Regions from separate parts of the Ovis aries genome. Here region 2 is linked to region 1. A link is a contact called in public Hi-C data. All regions are on one chromosome and are shown on one strand. The core of a region is the stretch at or near the end of the contact, and the rest is flanking DNA. Distances in the headings are between cores, read along the strand shown.

Evidence for each region. Hi-C and Micro-C count contacts between places; a contact is called where the count stands out from the background.
Region 2: a contact with region 1 is called in a Hi-C map of liver, with 5 times the contacts expected there. The contact joins the promoter of TAF2 here to the enhancer-like site in region 1. A contact is called at or near these places in 3 of 16 Hi-C or Micro-C datasets (hypothalamus, liver and tail adipose tissue).

Annotation. Positions count from the first base shown.
Region 1 is chr9:93,843,781-93,848,203 of ARS-UI_Ramb_v3.0, reverse strand. No RefSeq gene overlaps it. Among named protein-coding and RNA genes, the nearest start is that of SLC10A5, 35 kb to the right of the region's middle. Within about 2 kb of position 2,968, at least 3 of the 54 cell types and tissues checked have an H3K27ac peak or open chromatin away from gene starts, as enhancers often do. A contact at or near this core is called in hypothalamus and liver, where this site is marked.
Region 2 is chr9:94,189,918-94,194,258 of ARS-UI_Ramb_v3.0, reverse strand. It overlaps TAF2 (TATA-box binding protein associated factor 2), which reads left to right and starts at 1,603. Exons shown (of 27, transcript XM_060393983.1): 1 at 1,603-1,979; 2 at 2,598-2,651. The coding sequence starts at 1,896.

The DNA.
Region 1 (4,423 bases), core at 1,719-4,218:
CAACCTCTGGGAGACAGGGAAGAACAGGGGAGCTTGGCGTGCTGCAGTCCGTGGGGTCACAGAGGAACGCGACTCAGTGGCCGAACAACAACAGTCTCACCCTTTACTTCTTGCTGGACACCTGGTTTGTCCCCCCCAGCTTGGCCCTTCCAGACATAGTTGCAGTAAACTTCTGATGCAAGCCTTTTTGTGGACACAAGCTTTTGTTTATTTTGGTTAGAGTCCTAGAAGCGGAGTTGCCAGAATATAAGGAAAGACGATGTCTACTTAAAAAAAAAAAAAACTTTTCCAAAGTGCTTGTGCAATTCCATATTGACTAGTGATGATGGACGAACATTCCAGCTGCTCCACATCACCACCATTCTGCTCCAGAAGGGTTATTCTCAGCCATTCTCAGACCAGAACGCTCTGCCACACGGCTTTAGCTTGTACGTCCTGCTGGCTGGCGATGTCGCGCACACTCTGATGGCTGCTGGCCTGTGCCCACCGTCACACCTACAGAGCCAGCCGTCATTCACACGTTGAGAAGAGACACGCAGCTTGCGGAGGTAGGGCGTGGGCGTCGCTGAGAGCCCGTGACTCTGCTTGCACAAGTGGTATGGACGTGCCGGAGTGTGCTAACCACGCGCTTGTTAAAGGGCATCTGGGCTGTTTCTCGCTCAATTATGTGTAAAGTGTGAACATCTGGGCGCTGCTTTCTGTTTTATGCTCATGTTTTCGTTTCTCTGGGGTAAATGGATAGAAGTGCCATTACTGGTTTTTTGACCCATTGGATATTCAAGAGTGTGTTCAATTTCATCGTATATTAGGTCTCATGTTAGGTAGTTTACTCTGCCGCAGGCTGATGTAACTGTTCTGAGCACATTTAAGGCAGGCTAGGCCGAGCTTTGATGTTCAGTAGGTGTATTCAATCCATTTTGGCTCAAGTATTTTCAGTTTATGATTGTTTACAGGGATGTGACCCCGTCAGCTGGTGCTGGTGGTAAAGAATCCGCCTGCCAACAGAGGAGACGCAGGTTCGACCCCTGGGTCGGGAAGCTCCCCGGAGGAGGGCACAGCCACGCACTCCAGTATTGCTGCCTGGAGACTCCCGTGGGCAGAGGAGCCCAGTGGGCTGCCGTCCCCAGGGTCGCAGTTGGACGGGACTGAAGTGAAGGCACACGGGCCCCATCGGGTGCCACAGAAGATCTGCATTTTGCTCTTTTACCTACATACCAAGCTCTGTACTTAAACGACCTTTATTTCATTCCTAAAAGTTGTCTTGTTCTTTTCCCCAAGTATATCCGCTCATTATCTGTGTACATTTTACCCTGGTTTCCCAGGTGGCTCTGGTGGTGAAGAACCTGCCTGCCGGTGCAGGAGATATGAGAGACGCGGGATCCGTCTGTGGGTCGGGAAGGTCCCCTCGTGGAGGGCGTGGCAATCCGCTCCAGGATTCTTGCCTGGAGAATCCCATGGACAGAGGAGCCTAGCAGGCTACAGTCGTGGGGTGGCAGAGTCGGACGTGACTGAAGTGACTAAGTATGCAACTTTCACCCTAGCTGTATTTAAACAGTTTACATCTAGCTATTTTGTTTCTTGTGTCTGACAGTTCTGAGATCTGAGGTCCTAAGGTGTCTAAATTTTTGCTTCCTGCAATTTTCACTGGTGGTGGCTTATCCCGTGTTTGGTGACTTTTGACTATAAACTCACAGATGGTTGATTTTAACCTGTGGGCACTCCAACGTCTAAGTTAAGAATGCTGTCCTTCAGAGAAGATTCCCATTTGTTCAGCCACTCTACCCTCTCTCGTGGTCTTTGGTAAATGCAGATTCTAAGGCCCACCTTCCCTATCCTCCTGTTCCAAAGCTAGTCTTCTGATTCATTGAACACGTTGAATGCAATGTATGGAATACGCGGGAGATATATCCTTAAGAAAGCCTCAGGATTTACTGGTTAGTCCCTCAACCATCACAGCTCTTTTTAAACAGAGACCTGGGGATTTCTTCTTCCACTTAGAAAGCACATTCTTACGCAGGGTTGACTGTTTTGTCTGGAACAGGCCGTCAATAGTGGAAACGTACCCACCGTTCCTTTACATTTTCTCGGTATATGCTCTTCCTAAATTGGCTTATTCAGGACTTCCCCGCCAGTCCAGTCACTGAGACTCCAAGCTCCCAGAGCAAGGGGCATGGATTTGATCCCTGGTCATCGAACTAAGATCCCATAAGCCGCACAGCATGGCCAACTACTTCTACTGCTACTAAGTCGTTTCAGTCGTGTCCGACTCTGTGCGACCCCATGGACGGCAGCCTACCAGGCTCCTCTGTCCGTGGGATTTTCCAGGCAAGAGTACGGAGTGGGGTGCCACTGCCTCCTCTGCAGCATGGCCCACCCCCCACCCCCCACCCCTAAACTGGCTTTCTCCTCCCCTAAGTCCAGCGAAGCCCTCCCCCTAAGTCCGGCGACTGGCCCCAGTTGTTTCCAAGTGCCTGCACTGCTGCTTTTTTTGCAGACTTATTCTTCTGCTCTGTTACTTCTGTAAAATGCCCAAAGGTACTTTTTGTCACCTTAGGTTATAAATAGACAAACGAGCTATGTACCACCTCTTAGTTACTTTCCCCTACCTATGTACACCTCAGCACAGTGCCTGCCTCCTAATAAATGCTGGTTGAAAATGTTCTATCTTCGATATTTTCTGTCAAACTGGTTTGTGTAGAGTTGGAGATAATGTTTTGTTTAGTGAAGAATTTGCTGGAGGTAGAGGGAAAATGGGGAGTTGAGTTTTCTTAGCAAACATTCCAAATATGACTGTTGGCGGAAGGATTTCTGAGTGGCAGGCAGAATGGAGATAAGGGGTAGGAAGTTTAAATGTTAATTTTCTTTCAAAAGGCATGCATAGCTAAACAAACAACCGTGGGTCATAAAGAGATTTTTGTTTTCAAAACTGGCTTTTGCCCTGAGGTTAATCACGGCACAGCGAATAACGTGAACGTAACTATGATGCCCCCTAGTGGCCATTTTCTGCCAGCGCAGAGGACAGAGTGGAGGGGGTCTTCAGCAAATAGACACGCCGGGAATTCTGAAATGTAGATATTCTGTTCTTTAAGCCAAATTTATCCACTCAGAAATCTAAAAAAGATTTCACTTTCTCCAGAAAGCAGTCACTCATAAAAGAACAAACTATGGCTGAACAAAACCCATTCTCTTGAAAAATAATTAATACATACCAATTTTTTTTCCCCACCAAAATATTGACATTTACTGCTTCACAGTCAGAAAACTGACTGACTCAGGATCCTTGCTCCCAAAGAGCTCAGAGTATTGTGGGGATACAGATATACAAACAAAAACTCTTACTTACTGAGACAAATTCAATATGGGTTTGCATACAATCCGAAAGAAGAGGTGAGCCAAAGACAGGGCAGACAGGCAGTGACCTTTGGCTTATGTTTTGGAGGTTGAGTCTGGTAGGCGGGGGAATTCCAGGCAGATGGAGCTTGGGTGGGAAGCCTCCTCTGGCACTTTCTGGTGGTGGCTTGATCGCAGGTTGCCTGTGGGGCTTCGGCCAAAAGCAGCTGGAAGGGGCGAGTCCAACAGTGCAAGGATGCGGGCATCAGTGAGGGATTGGGGTTTGCGTGTTGGAAGTGACGGATCAGAGAGAAATTTAATCTGGTGAGTGGTGGTGGTGGCGGTTTACTTGCTACGTCGTGTTTGACTTGCAACTGTAGCTGCAGCCCACCAGGCTCCTCTGACCGTGAGATTCCCCAGGCCAGAACACTGGAGTGGGCTTCCACCTTCCACCTCCTCCTCCAGGGACCTTCCTGACCTAGGGATGGAACCCGGGTCTCCTGCACTGCAGGCGGCTTCTTTACTGACTGAGCCACAGGGAAGCCCAGGTGTGTGTTACATGGGCTTCCACCGCAGGATCCTTGCCTGGGGAGAGACTGGATCTGAGAACATGCTTTTTTGGGCTGCGCTGGGTCTCCGTTGCAGCACGCAGGCCCCTCTGTCGCTGCGGGCAGGCGTCTCTCTAGTGGGCCTCACTGCCTCACAGCAGGGGGATCTCACCTGGGTCTCAGTCGAGGAGGCAGGCTCCTCTGTCACTGCGGGCAGGCGTCTCTCTGGTTGTGGACTTGGCTGCCCCACAGCAGGGGGATCTTGGCTCCCTGAAGAGGGCTTGAACCCGAGTCCCCTGAATTGCAAGGGGGTGGAGATTCTTAACCACCGGACCATCACAGGAGTCCTTTTTTTTTTTTTTTCATATTTATGTGAGTGATTAGATTTTAAGTGAGAGATCTGGGTGTTAGCGTGGAGGAGAGACTGGAGGGGGCTCTAGTGACTCAAGACTACTGCAGTAATTCCAGAGGTAACTGCCCAGGTGTCGCAGGAGACGCGGAACTGGAGAAAATTCCAGAGAGACTTCCGGATACATCTGCACACA
Region 2 (4,341 bases), core at 354-2,853, 350 kb before region 1:
CTGTCTGGGGAGGCCTTACAAATAGCTGTGAAAAGAAGAGAGGCGAAAAGCAAAGGAGAAAAGGAAAGATATAAGCATCTGAATGCAGAGTTCCAGAGAATAGCAAGAAGAGATAAGAAAGCCTTCTTCAGCGATCAATGCAAAGAAATAAAGAAAAAGAACAGAATGGGAAAGACTAGAGATCTCAAGAAAATTAGAGATATCAAGGGAGCACATAAAAGTGACTTAAATCACTCTGTAGGACAGTTCTTCCTGGTCTTTGTTTCTCTTGGCTCATTTTCTTACTTCTTTCCCCAAATCTGATCTGTTCCAGGGAGCTCCCTAAGGTCCATGCGCAACTTTTTGCTAAAGATGGATTCCACCACCCATTACTGGGGGTATTGGTGACCTGCCTCCCTTTTCTACCTCCAAGGAGCCTTTGTGGACCTGAGGGGTCAGGAAGTTTCCTTGACCTCAGGAATGGCCATCTTATCTCTATTCCAGCAGAGCTCAGCTTCTGCCACTAGCTTTTTCCTTGGAGTGTGGGGAGAACAAAGCTTCAGTTTTTCTCCACTTGACAGACACCAGCTGTCCAGCCCAGGGGCCCCTCTACCTGGCCCCTCTATCTTCTACCTCAGATATACACTTAGGGATGAAAGTCTGTGTACTACTTACTACTTATTTGCCTCCCATTCTTTCCTTAACCCAGTGACCTCTTTTTAACCCAGTTCCATCTATCTTGCTAAATATTCTCCATCTTCCATGCAAAATGGTATTAAAAAGTCTGTAACTCAAGAACACCCTTTTCAGTACTAGTCCCCTGTGAAGAAGAATAACAATAGTTTACCATCCTATAATGAAGGATACTGACACAGGTAATACTCAAAAACGACAAGTAATTTCTGGCTTTGGAATGCTTGATAAAGTTATTTTACATCTTTATTTTCCTAGTATGTTTTCCTTTAGACCAAAGTTCAAATTAATTTTAGCTAATGAACTTGTCATCAGGACAGATGGAAGGGTTAAACCTGGCCCAAAGTTAAAAAAAAAAAAGTTAATAATCCACAACCAAGATTCAACTGTCACTGGAATTTACAACCGTTTATTCTCAAGCACATGAAATGCAGACGACTTCAAAATAGTTCGGTGTTTCAGTATTTCTGCATCTGTATAATCCACTTATTTAATTAATTTTTCAATAAATACCGAGGCAGCAATGCCTAGTGAGGACGTGAATTCGAGTTAGACTCCCTGAGGTGTCATCTCGTCTTTTCCATCCGAAGTCACAGCTCCGGTGAGTTGAGGGTTCTTTTTACACAGTGCCCGGACGGACGCCTCCTGGTTTCCTAGGCCTCGGCCCCTGGCGCTTTGAAAACCTCGTCCCCAGGCTTTTCAGTGGTTGCGCTACATCTTCATTCCTCTAAAATTTGATGTTTCTCCTTTCCGTTCTGCTGTCCTCGCGTCATCCACAAAACATCTGTCAAGTTTCCTCAGCTTCAACGGTTTTCAGCCGCCGTCTGCACATTAATTGGCAAACGCAAACCCGGGAGCTCGCTAAGCCCCGCCCACGGACCACAAGACTTCCGGCTGCCGCCTCAGCATCGCCCTACTTCCGCTGACGTCAGGGGTCAGGGGTGCCGAGAAAGATGTCGGCTGGCGGGCGTCGTTGGGCGCTTCTGTGGGAAGGGTCTCCGTGACAGGCGCTCGACAGAGACGACGGACGAGCCGAGTCCCCAGAGCGAGTGTGAGGGGCGGCCGCGGCGGATCGGGCAGGGCCGGGCGTGGTGCCCAGGGCGCCCCCGCCGCGGGCCGTGACTTTTGGGAGCGTGCGGGAACGGGGGGCGTCCGGTGCCCAAGGCTGGTGATGCCCCGCCGCCGCCCGGGAGGCCGGGAAGCCGAGCTCCGCGGGGCCCCCGATGCCGCCGACTGGCTCTGACCCCGCCAGAATGAACAGGAAGAAAGGAGACAAGGGCTTTGAAAGCCCAAGGCCTTATAAATTATAAGTATTTTTTTCTCTATCTCCCTTTTTTCTGGGGCTTCCCGGGTGGCTCAGCCGGTTAAGAATCCGCCTGCAGTGCGGGAGACCCAGGTTGGATCCCTGGGTCGGAAAGATGCCCTGGGGGAGGGAAAGGCTACCCACTCCAGTGTTCTTGCCTGGAGCATCCCATGGACAGAGGAGCCTGGCGGGCTACAGTCCATGGGGCCACAGAATGGACACGGCTGAGCGACTAACACTTCTAGGTTTGGTTTTCCTTAGTTATAATTAATCAGTTTCACTGATCGCTTGAAACTTAGTGGGCGTGGAAAGCCTTGTGGGAAACTGGAAGCCGTCCACAGTTTTGTAGGGCGAAAATGTTTTCAATGACAATGGAATTTCAGCAGATTTACTGCCCTTTTCAGATTAATGTACCTTTTTCTTAAATTGTATTTTTGTCCAAAAAAATTTACTTTCGTGGCTGTTGCTGAATTTTAAATAAACAAGTTACGCTAATTTCTAGGGTTTTAGCATGAAAGATAAGTGTGATTTTGAGTTGCTTAGAACACAGTTCTTGTTCACACTGGGATCGAATTATACGTTATTTAATAATTGAAATATTTTCTTTATTCTTTAATGTACAACCCATCAGGTCGTCTGCATCAACAACATAAACTTCCAGAGAAAATCTGTCGTGGTAAGTATATTCTCAGCAATTATAAGCGATAACAACAGCATGCTTTACAATACTTAGAAACTTTCCGGGTCATGGGTTTTGAGAACAGATACGGATTAGAATTCAAACGTGTATGACTTCAGGAGCCATGGCCTTACTACTATACTGGCCAACACCTCAATTCTCCCTTTCCTTTTTTCCTGTTTTCCGATAAAAATTTATTTCTCTTAGTATGTTGTGGAATATGAAAGTCTATATTACCAAACATTTTAGATTTGTGTATGAAACAAGAATAAGTCCACAGTGAGATTTTTTTTCTGTGAAAAAATTAAGGCTGATACACAAACTGACTTATTAACTTGACTGTTCAGAGGCTGCTTTTGTTTTTCTAATTTTTGCCTGACCTTGTTTCCCTGGCATTGCTTTGTAGTAAAGTTCTAGATAAAGGTGTTTGAAACCTAGTAATTGCCCCTCTCCCCGCCCCCTGTCCCCTGGCCAGTTTAGATGTGTGGACTGTTATATCCCTATGGGTTGATAAATAATGCATATATATATCCATATATGATATATATGCAAATATCTATGTGGATTGATATATTTGTTCTAGAAATGCCGTTGATAGCCTAAGACCCAGGGTTATGAATCTGCAGAGCTCCCTTTTCTTCTATTTTCCATTTCCTCTTTGTGCCTCTCGTTTGACCACCCTGACCAGCAGCCGGAGGCTAGTGCCCAGTTAATGCATCTTCTTGGATAGAAAGTAGGGTTAGAGGGCAGATTAGGAAGGGCAAAAGGAAGATATCTATAACAGTCTAACCCCTTTTGCCCCCAGATCATCCTCTCAACACTTCTGTTTAGATGACAGTGTTCCTGGCTTAAGGAAGTCCCATCAGCTATTGTAACATTAGTTATGTTGTGGCATTAGCTAACTACCTGCTTTTGTAAGTAAAGTTTTATTTGAACACAGCTACACCCATTTATTTATAAACTGTCTAAGGCTGCTTTGGAGCTACAATGGCAAAGTGGAATAGCTGTGAAACTGTGAGGCCTGTAATATCTATTTAGTCTCTGGCCCTTTAAGAAAAAGTTTGCTGATCCCTGAAGTTATCCATTTGTGTGAAGAAATGGCAGTTTCAGCATTTTTCCCACCTGAAATATTAGCTATCGCCTGTAATGGAAGAAAGATGGGTAAAAGAATGTGAAAATTAGTTACTATAGCCTTTGCTTTCTTCAGTTGATATCAAGGTCAGAATTGATGTACACAGCTTTCTTCCACCTATTCCGTTTTTCTCTTTCCTTTTGACAGCATTTCTTTTGGTCTGTCATAGACCTTCATTTTGCATCCTTGCTGCTTTTGACTTCATTTGGGTTGTTGCAGTTTTCCATTGATTAGGGCTATTTGTCAAGAGGACCTCAGAGGCCTTCCATTGAACCCCCTGAATTGCAAATGGAATTCTTGCTTCTGTTGTGTAACAGAATCTCAGTTGCTGCTAGTCTTTCAGCCAGGACAGTGACCCCTTTCTGTGCCTGTTGGTTCAGTGGCATGAGGAGCCTGAAGTGGTTTAGTCTCAGCTTCCAATTTAATAAAGCCGTGGCTCCGTGCCCTGGTGGATGCGTTCCTCCTTTGGCCACTAGGCTTCTGAACGCCCCGAACCTGAAGTCTTCAAGACAGGAAGCAAAATCCTTTCAGTGGCTTTTTGAAGCAGTAATGAGT